Linked DNA regions of Mus musculus: region 1 is linked to region 2. The links are chromatin contacts, called in public promoter capture Hi-C maps. All regions are on one chromosome and are shown on one strand. The core of a region is the stretch at or near the end of the contact, and the rest is flanking DNA. Distances in the headings are between cores, read along the strand shown. Region 1 holds the start of Clstn3 (calsyntenin 3). Region 2 holds the start of C1s2 (complement component 1, s subcomponent 2).

Evidence for each region. Capture Hi-C pulls out chosen DNA fragments and counts their contacts.
Region 1: a promoter capture Hi-C map of adipose tissue shows a contact between it and region 2. The contact joins the promoter of Clstn3 here to the promoter of C1s2 in region 2. A contact is called at or near these places in 2 of 39 promoter capture datasets (the 3T3-L1 cell line and the HPC-7 cell line), 1 of 484 Hi-C or Micro-C datasets (nephron progenitors) and 1 of 9 other capture datasets (adipose tissue).

Annotation. Positions count from the first base shown.
Region 1 is chr6:124,462,574-124,466,717 of GRCm38.p6, forward strand. Clstn3 (calsyntenin 3) reads right to left here and starts at 2,211. Exons shown (of 18, transcript NM_153508.4): 1 at 1,848-2,211. The coding sequence starts at 1,911.
Region 2 is chr6:124,633,407-124,637,563 of GRCm38.p6, forward strand. It overlaps C1s2 (complement component 1, s subcomponent 2), which reads right to left and starts at 2,679. Exons shown (of 11, transcript NM_173864.2): 1 at 2,621-2,679; 2 at 2,076-2,283; 3 at 1,609-1,786. The coding sequence starts at 2,643.

The DNA.
Region 1 (4,144 bases), core at 961-3,460, 170 kb before region 2:
CTTGAGAAAGGACGGGAAGGATGAACTGAGAGTTAAGACTTGGGGCAAGAGTAGAGCCCAGTTTCCTGAAATCTCAGTCGTTTACCCCCTTTCTACCCCTTCTCCCACCTGCTGGATTTCAACCCTTCACCCTATACTTCTCCAGATCGGGCCCAGACTTCAGACCGCTCTCCCAGAAAAGGAGAAAGGAAAGAAGGCAATTATATAGGACAGCAGGAGGGGGCAGAGGGGAAGGGATAGAAGATAGAAATCAGCGCTGTGCCTGGACCCATCCTAAGGGATTATGGAGCTGGCCTAGAAACACAGCAAATCCCTCCCTTCCCATCCCCACACCCAAGAGAATACAATCATAACCGGTACATTCTAGGTCCTCTCGGGATCTCCACACCCCGTGCTCCCCCACAGACCTGTCTGAACCCTAATTTTGCCTATTCCACATCACACTGTCTCCTACCAGACTCCTCTCAAGGAGGGTCTCTTCCCCAGGATCAACTTCCTTCAAGCTCTCGAGATGTCATAGGGAAAACATACATCCCTAGAACCAACCTCCACCACTTGCTCCACCTAACTCCACTATGCCCCCCATCCATGTTCCCAAAGGCAGACATGGAGAGGGGAGGATAGATCATCAGAGAGAAACTGAGTCACCAGAGGGCTCTCACCCCAGTGTCTCATGATGAGCAAGAAATTTTGATTTCTGTCCATTCCCATAACCACAGCCCAACCAACATCCTGGTATCTGCAGGCCTCTCCATTTCGTGGGGATGACCACCGTAACCCTCTCCCTTAATGAAGGCCTCGAGATGGTGTATGGGAGGCCGAGCAGGAAGTGAGAAGAAGCCTGAGAGCCAGGAGGACCACCCTGAGGTAGGAGCTCCAGCCAGACATGGGAGACAGCAGACAGAAGAGCAGAGGGTACCAAGGGCCGAGCCAGGCACCCTACAACCCTGTCTTTATGCCCTTACCAAATGAGCCCTCCTTCCTACCCCTGTCTTATGTCTACCTGCTGCCCTATATCCGTTCTTCATCCCTTCTTTGCTTCCTGGCTCTTCCTTGATTTCCTCCTCCCCCACTTCTCTCCTTTCCTCCTTCTGCCTCTACCTTCCTCCTTTCTGATCCACTTCTTATTCCCACTCCTCACCTCCCCTTCCCTCCTCAGATTCCCTTCTCACCTCCTTCCTGGAGCACCCCTCCACACACACCCTTTTCTTCCCTTTTCAGACTTTCTCTGTCCCCTCTACCTACCTGAACCCTCGGCCCCTGGCCCCAACCTCCCCTTCCCTCTGACAGTCTCACCCAGTTGAATTTATCTGCTCTCTGCCAGAGAGGGCAGCTGTGGTAACCCACAACCCAGCGGATGCAGGCAGAAGGGTATGGATGCAGAGAGACACGAAAATACATACGTGCTCGGAATTACTGAGCTGCGGTACACAGTTTCTCCCCAGGAAGGGATGAAGACAGCCAGATGGATCTGCCACACACCCTTAGTATGCATGAACACCCAGTGAAACGGAACCTGAGGGAATGTCACCCTCGGGGAGCAAGTCCCTTTGAGACAGGAGGTATCTACCAGCATGGAAGGGTTGGGGGAGGGGGCAGAGAGACCCCAGGTGGGAACAGATATACAAGCAGGATGTTAGGCAAGCACATGTAGAGATGGACCAGCGAGGAGGAGCTGGCCCTTGGAAGTGAGAGCCAGTCTGAAAAAAGGATGGAAAGGGGGTGGTGAGAAAGGAAAGGACACCTGTCTCGGACACCAGAGAGCCTGAACATCCCCTTCCCTCCTTACCCCCATATTGCTCAGCCTGACGCCCCAGTTCAGAGGCTCCCATCCCCGTCTATCTCACCTTTGTTGCCAGAGCTGATTTGAAGCAGAGAGGCCAGCAAAAGGGACACCAGCAGGAGGGTCATGGTGCGGTGCTAAGCACGCCAGGCCAGGCGTTCCTATCCCCTGGGAGCCTCAAGCCTGCTAATGCCACCTTGGGGGAGAAATGCAGAGACTACGAGGGAAGGGCAGGGGGACAAGATCGGAAAGGAGCCTGCCGACCACTCTAGTCCATATAGCAGATGTGTTCAGACCCGCTGGGTGGCTGAGATGGGGGACTTGCAGTAGCTTCTCTCTTCAGTCTCCAGCCCAGCGTCCTCACTCTCGCTTGCTCTCTCTATCTCTCTCTCACTCCCACCCCATCCCCGCTACTGCAGGATGACGTCAGCACAGCCAGGCAAGGATTGATGGGGCCGCTGGCCAATTAGAAGACTGAGGGCACCAGGTGCTGCAAGGGGGGGTAGGGAACCAATGCGACTGGGGAGCAGGGGCGGGAGAATGTGTTAGGGCTTTTTCCCCTGGCTGCAGTTTGGGGGAGCAGAGGAACTGCGGGGGCTAGAGAGGAAGCAGGAAAGCCATGGAGTGGGTAGAAGATACGAAGGATATCAGAAGACCTAGCCGAAAGGCAGGAGGTAGGGTGAGACAGAGACGTCAAGAGCCTTGGGGGTGGCCAAGAGAGGCAGTATCCACGTCACCCACCCCCAATTCTGCATTAACCTCTTTCCACAGCCCATTCCATTAGCTAGTCCCTGCTGCGTGCTTTCTGGAAACCTGGAGGCAAAACCTCGAGTAGGAAATTCTAGCATTTCAGTTCCAACTCAGGGCCCTGTGGGCGACAGCGGAGGGCCAGAAAAACCTAACGGACAGATAGACAGACAAAAAAAAAAAAAAACAACAACAACAACAAAAAAAAAAACCTATGACAAGAGCCCTAGGTGAGGAAGAGGAAGGACTCCCGGCAGCCCTTTCCACACACGCTCCTGGAAGGGCAGTTCATCTGCATCTGAGATCGTCTTTTCTTACTGCTTACAGTCCCTGATTTCCCCACCTTAAACTGTGATCGAGCTGCCCCACATCATTGGTCAGTTTGGGAGGCAAGTGGGCAGCTGCAGACATGGTACACAATGATTTCAATATCCTCCAAGCCGTTAGGATGTGCCTTGGCTGAGGGCTGATGGTATCCAGGACTCGGAACTGAGAGGGAAACCCTGGGTCCCAAATCAAAGAGTATAAAATCTTCAGCCTTCCCTTGAACTCATCCCTCACTGATGGTCATTTCCTCTGCCTCCCCAAACATGCCCCAGAAGACCAAGAACACCCGTTTAAGAACCATATTCAGCCAATGGTAAGGGGGCAGGGGAAGAGCTGTGAAGGCCTAGAGTCCAGGCCTTTAGTACTGTGGCTCCTGTCTCCTGTGGCGGTCCTCACTCCCAACTCACACCTCTGAATGCCCCCTCCCTCCCCTTCCTCTCAGTCTAAGAATAAAGCCAGAACTCACAGCTGCTCCACACACTGCCTGCCACAGCAGCCTCCAGTGGAAGCCCGTCCCTCGGGGTTCCCAAACCTGACCGAAATGACTCGGAGGCCAAGACTGACACTCAGAAAGCTCAAGTTCTGAATGACAGACAGCTCTAAGGTCATTCCACAGAAAAAGCTGAAGCCAGGAATGACTTTGTTAAGTCTCAGTCGCTCCAGGGCTACACACAGCAGACCAGAGCCCATCACTGCAGCGGGGCAGAGTGGGGCTGCATCTCTTTATATATATATATATATATATATTCTAAATAATTTATTTTAAAAATGTATTCAAGGCCTTATAATCTTGGAATTTCTTGGGGTTTTAGGCTTTAGACTTTTTTTTTTCAATTTTTTTTATTAGGTATTTTCCTCATTTACATTTTCAATGCTATCCCAAAGGTCCCCCATACCCACTCCCCAATCCCCTACCCACCCACTCCCCCTTTTTGGCCCTGGCGTTCCCCTGTACTGGGGCATATAAAGTTTGCAAGTCCAATGGGCCTCTCTTTGCAGTGATGGCCGACTAGGCCATCTTTTGATACATATGCAGCTAAAGACAAGAGCTCCTGGGTACTGGTTAGTTCATATTGTTGTTCCACCTATAGGGTTGCAGTTCCCTTTAGCTCCTTGGGTAATTTCTCTAGCTCCTCCATTAGGGGCCGTGTGACCCATGAAGCTGCATCTCTTACTGCAGCAAGGAACCAGCCCTACTAAAGCCCTGGTTAGCTGGGTCTTCCCACACTGTGTGTGGGGACTGACTTGAAGTCTGTGAGCCTCCTTTTCCAGACAGCCCCCTTGACT
Region 2 (4,157 bases), core at 1,429-3,928:
CTTGTTTTGGAGTTACCAACAGTTTTGAGCTGCCATGTGGATGCTGGGAACTGAACTCTGGTCCTCTATGAGCACAGCTAGTTCCCTGAACTTCTGGGTCATCTCTTTCCAGCCCCATATTTTAAAATCTACGAATACAATCTAAACTACTTTTCTGAAGTCCGACTCAGAGCTGTTTTTTGCCACTGTGCTGTAAGGAGCTCCACCATGACAACCCTATGACTTTTCTTGCGTACAAACTATACAACACCCTGCCCAATTGGTACATGCTGTAACTCCAGCATTCAGAAGACTGAAGCAAGAGAATCAGGAGTTCAAGGCCAGCCTGGGCTACATAGAGACACTCTGTCTGGAAAAGAAAAGAATCTGTGCCAGAGACACCGCTGAAAGGAAAGACGGTGGTGACGTCACCTGGGGAGAAACGTTAGGACCTACTTTATAGGATGTTGGTCTTTCTGTAAAACTGATGACATTTGGACTTACGAGCAGGCCTATCTTCATTTTAACCTGGAGATGGATGTAGAAGGACCTAGTACCACATAGTCCTGCTTATACATTCCTTGGTAAAGTATTAATGTTCTCAGTTTTCAGTTTTTCCCTAGTCTTGAGGTTTCTGAGAGCCTTTCAGACACAAAGGAAGCATTCATTCACTAAGCTGGAGTGATTATCTTTTAATATAGAGTCTTCTGTAACCCAGGCTGCCCTTGAATTCCTGATTCTCCTGCCTCTGCTTAGGATTGGAATTACAGGTGTGTGCACTGTGCCAGAATTCCCAGCCCTCCTTTTAATTTTTTTTTGAGACCAGATCTCTATCTATATAACCCTGGATGTCGTAGAACTTGCTCTATAGACCAGGCTAGCCTCAAATTCACAGAGATATGCCTGCCTCTGCTTCCTGAGTGATGGGATTAAATTAGCATTTCTTATTACTATCCATGCACGTTTATGTGCATGATGGAGGCATGCCAGGGCAGACATATGAAGGTCAGAGGACAAGCGTATAGTGTTCGTTATTCCTTCTACCTTCTCATGGACCCTGAACTCTAATGGGCGGTTGTATAGCAACCATTTCACTGACTGAACTGTCTCAACAGCCCTCTCTTTACTTCTGATAGGAAGACAGGTTCTTACTAAGTTGCCCCTGTTGACCTAGAGTTGACAGTTCTTCTGCTTCAGCCTTCAGAGTGTATGGGATTACAGTCCTGCACCACTGAGACCAGATCCGTATCTTTATAGGAAGACCATGCTGCCCACACTGCAGAATTGAGGTGAAGGTTGCATTCATGTAAGCAAGCCACCTGATAGAGGACCATTTCTCAGTGGTTCTCAGTCTCATTATCTGCTTTACCACCACTAACATGCGATAAAGTCACACAAAGGCAAGGCAATTCCTAAGCAGACCCAGGGCAAGTCAACATTCGTTAAAGATGTAAGCAGCCCGGGGGCAGTGGCACAAAGCTGGAGTCTTGGAGTGTCCAGCCATGGCTGCATATCGAGACTATGACTCAAAGCGAGACAACAGAATTCTCATCTCATGCACTGAGTGGTCATTTACCTGTTCCCATCTTTTAGTTGGATCCAGATGTCACATACAGAGGGATGCCTTACCTATGGCAGTGTAGTATGCTGCAAAGCCGGTAAACTGTTCTTCGATGGAGAAGTCTGAGGTAAAGACCACCTGAAGTTTATTGTATGGGAACTGAAACTCTTCTATAATGGGGGAGTTGGGGCTCTTGCTGGTCCTCTGACCACAGAGTCTCCCTTCCTCGATGCCTCCTGAGATTATCTAAGAGAAGACGGAAGTGTAAAACTGAGAATGGGCAAAGAGAGCAGAACCTTTACTCCCGACCTCCAGCTCTGTCTGTCTGTCCGGTCTGTCTCCCTCACCCCCACCTCATGTTCCCCCAGTGCTAGGGACCAAACTCAGGGACATGTCCTTGCATGGCAAGTACCCTGCCATTGAGCCATGCCCCTACCCCATAGGACGGCTTGACAACACACAGCCCCCTAAATCCTCTCATTCCTCCATCCCTCCCCGCTCCTCCCATCCCTCTCCCTCCTGTGCTGTAATATACCTGCACTGAGTCGTATGCACAGCTCTCTGACGGCTCTATGTCCACATGGGTAAAGTAAAGGTGAATCCCAAACCCCTCTGGGACTTCAATGTCCCAAGATTTCACGACGTCATTGGGGTACGCCTGGGGATAGTTAGGGGACAGGATCTCCCCATGCATGGTGGGCTCAGCAGAAAATGATGCCAAAAGAGAAAACAGGACCAAATACCTGGAAGAGGGGAAAAAAAGTCACACAGAGGTGGGAAGCCGGGAACCGATGGCTTCATGCAGAACTCTGACCGTTAGGCAGCCAACATGACATGGAATAAACAAATATATACAGAATAAATAAATAAATAATTAAAAGTCAAGGTTCAGATCTGAGCTCTCTCTGGAGAAATGGGAAATCACATACAACAGGCCTGTGTCTAAGTCCAGCACTCTGGGGACAGAGGAAGGGTGATGTCATGCCAGCTTGGGCTGCATAGTGACACCCTGTGTCAAAACTGTGAAAGAGAGAAGGAAGGTGGAGATGGATTCATTTCTGTAGATACCTGATCACTTACCACATCCCTGGCGATTTGCCCATGGCTCTCTGGCTCTCTGATTTTGGAAGTAAAGGGCAGTCAGCAGTCCTGGCTGTCTTTATCTGACAAGTACAGGTGCCTGCTTTGGTAGTGAGGGACCACCCAGGGCTCAGTGTCACCTTTGAAAGAATACCATAGAAATAGGTACCTGTCAGGAATGGTCATCACATGATACTATGACACCCTCCCCAGTGAGATTTAGACTAACTTCCCAGACCAGCCCTGAATTAACCCTGTCCCCCAACCATCTTCCAATATTCCTACAATTGAGTGAGGAGTTTCTCCCTGTCTTTTGTGTCCTCCTCCACCCACTCCTGGCCCCTTGCATCGGTCTCTGCATTTCCACACAGGCTGGAGCTTCCAGACCGATCCTCTCCCATTCAAGCCTGCCCCCTTTGACAAGCTATTACAGGTGTTGCTTCTGCTGGTGGCCCAATGGCCACTGAAGGAGGAAAGTGTTTCCTTCAGTAGGGACAGGAAGGGACCTTGGGAGACACTAATCAGAAAGAAAGTATGCCCCTTTGGTAAAAGGTTGCAGAGTGCTGGAAAAGAGAAAGCTAACTGAGAAAAGTCAGGACATTCAGATATGCCTTCCCTTACTTTTCTCAAGTTGGTTTGTTTTGTCCTTTGCTTAAAGAGCAAGGTATCTTCCCATAGTTCCCAGAAAAGTCTTTCACAAATTGCCTCTACCCTTGAAACACTGCTGTGTGAAAGGATGAGGCTTGTGGGGTGGGGCTATGGTCCTGCATATGAGAACCTGTGTGAGTTCCTTCCAACCCTCCATCTTTGCTCCAAACCTTACTCTACATGTCTTTTCCTGTTCCTTCATCAAAGCTTCTCTCTTTAAGTCTTGCTTTTTAAAGATTACCTACAGGAGCTGATGGGAACAAGTGGGCCAGCCTCCTCTCCTGCCTCTGGTCATGCAGTTAAGCCCCTGCAGCTCCAGAGGGAGTGGCCTTTGCAGGAAGCTCCTCCCCACCTCCCTGTTCTGTTTGCTCTAAAGATTCCCTAAGGGAGTGTGTTTTTGCATGTCCAAAATTCCCTGTTCCAAACAGAGGGGGCTGGGAGATCACAATCTAGTTAAGAGTAATCAGCCTTGATCTTAGAGCGCTCTCTGCGTTTAAAACAAGAACTGCACCAGCTTCGCTGGGCTGTGAGGTCCAGAGCAAAAGGGGGCAATGGGGGAATTTTGAGATTGCCTAATTCTCTCTTACAGCCAAAGGGTGTGTTTCAGAGCTTTTGAGGAAGTCAGGCGATTTATCTTCTTAAGGAGGGAAGGGTTAACTGGCGGGGGGAAACTAAACTCAGAAAGTCCAACCCTCTATCTGTGTGAGTCACGAATCAAAGGAAGAGAGTCATCAGAAGTAGAAGCCATTGTCTGGAGGCTCTAGGAGGCAAGATGGCTCAGCTTAGAAAGGTACCTACCTCCAGGCAGAAAGACATGAACTCTACATCCCCTGGGACCCACATCATAGGTGAACCAACAGTTCCTGCAAGCTGTCTTCTGAGACCATGT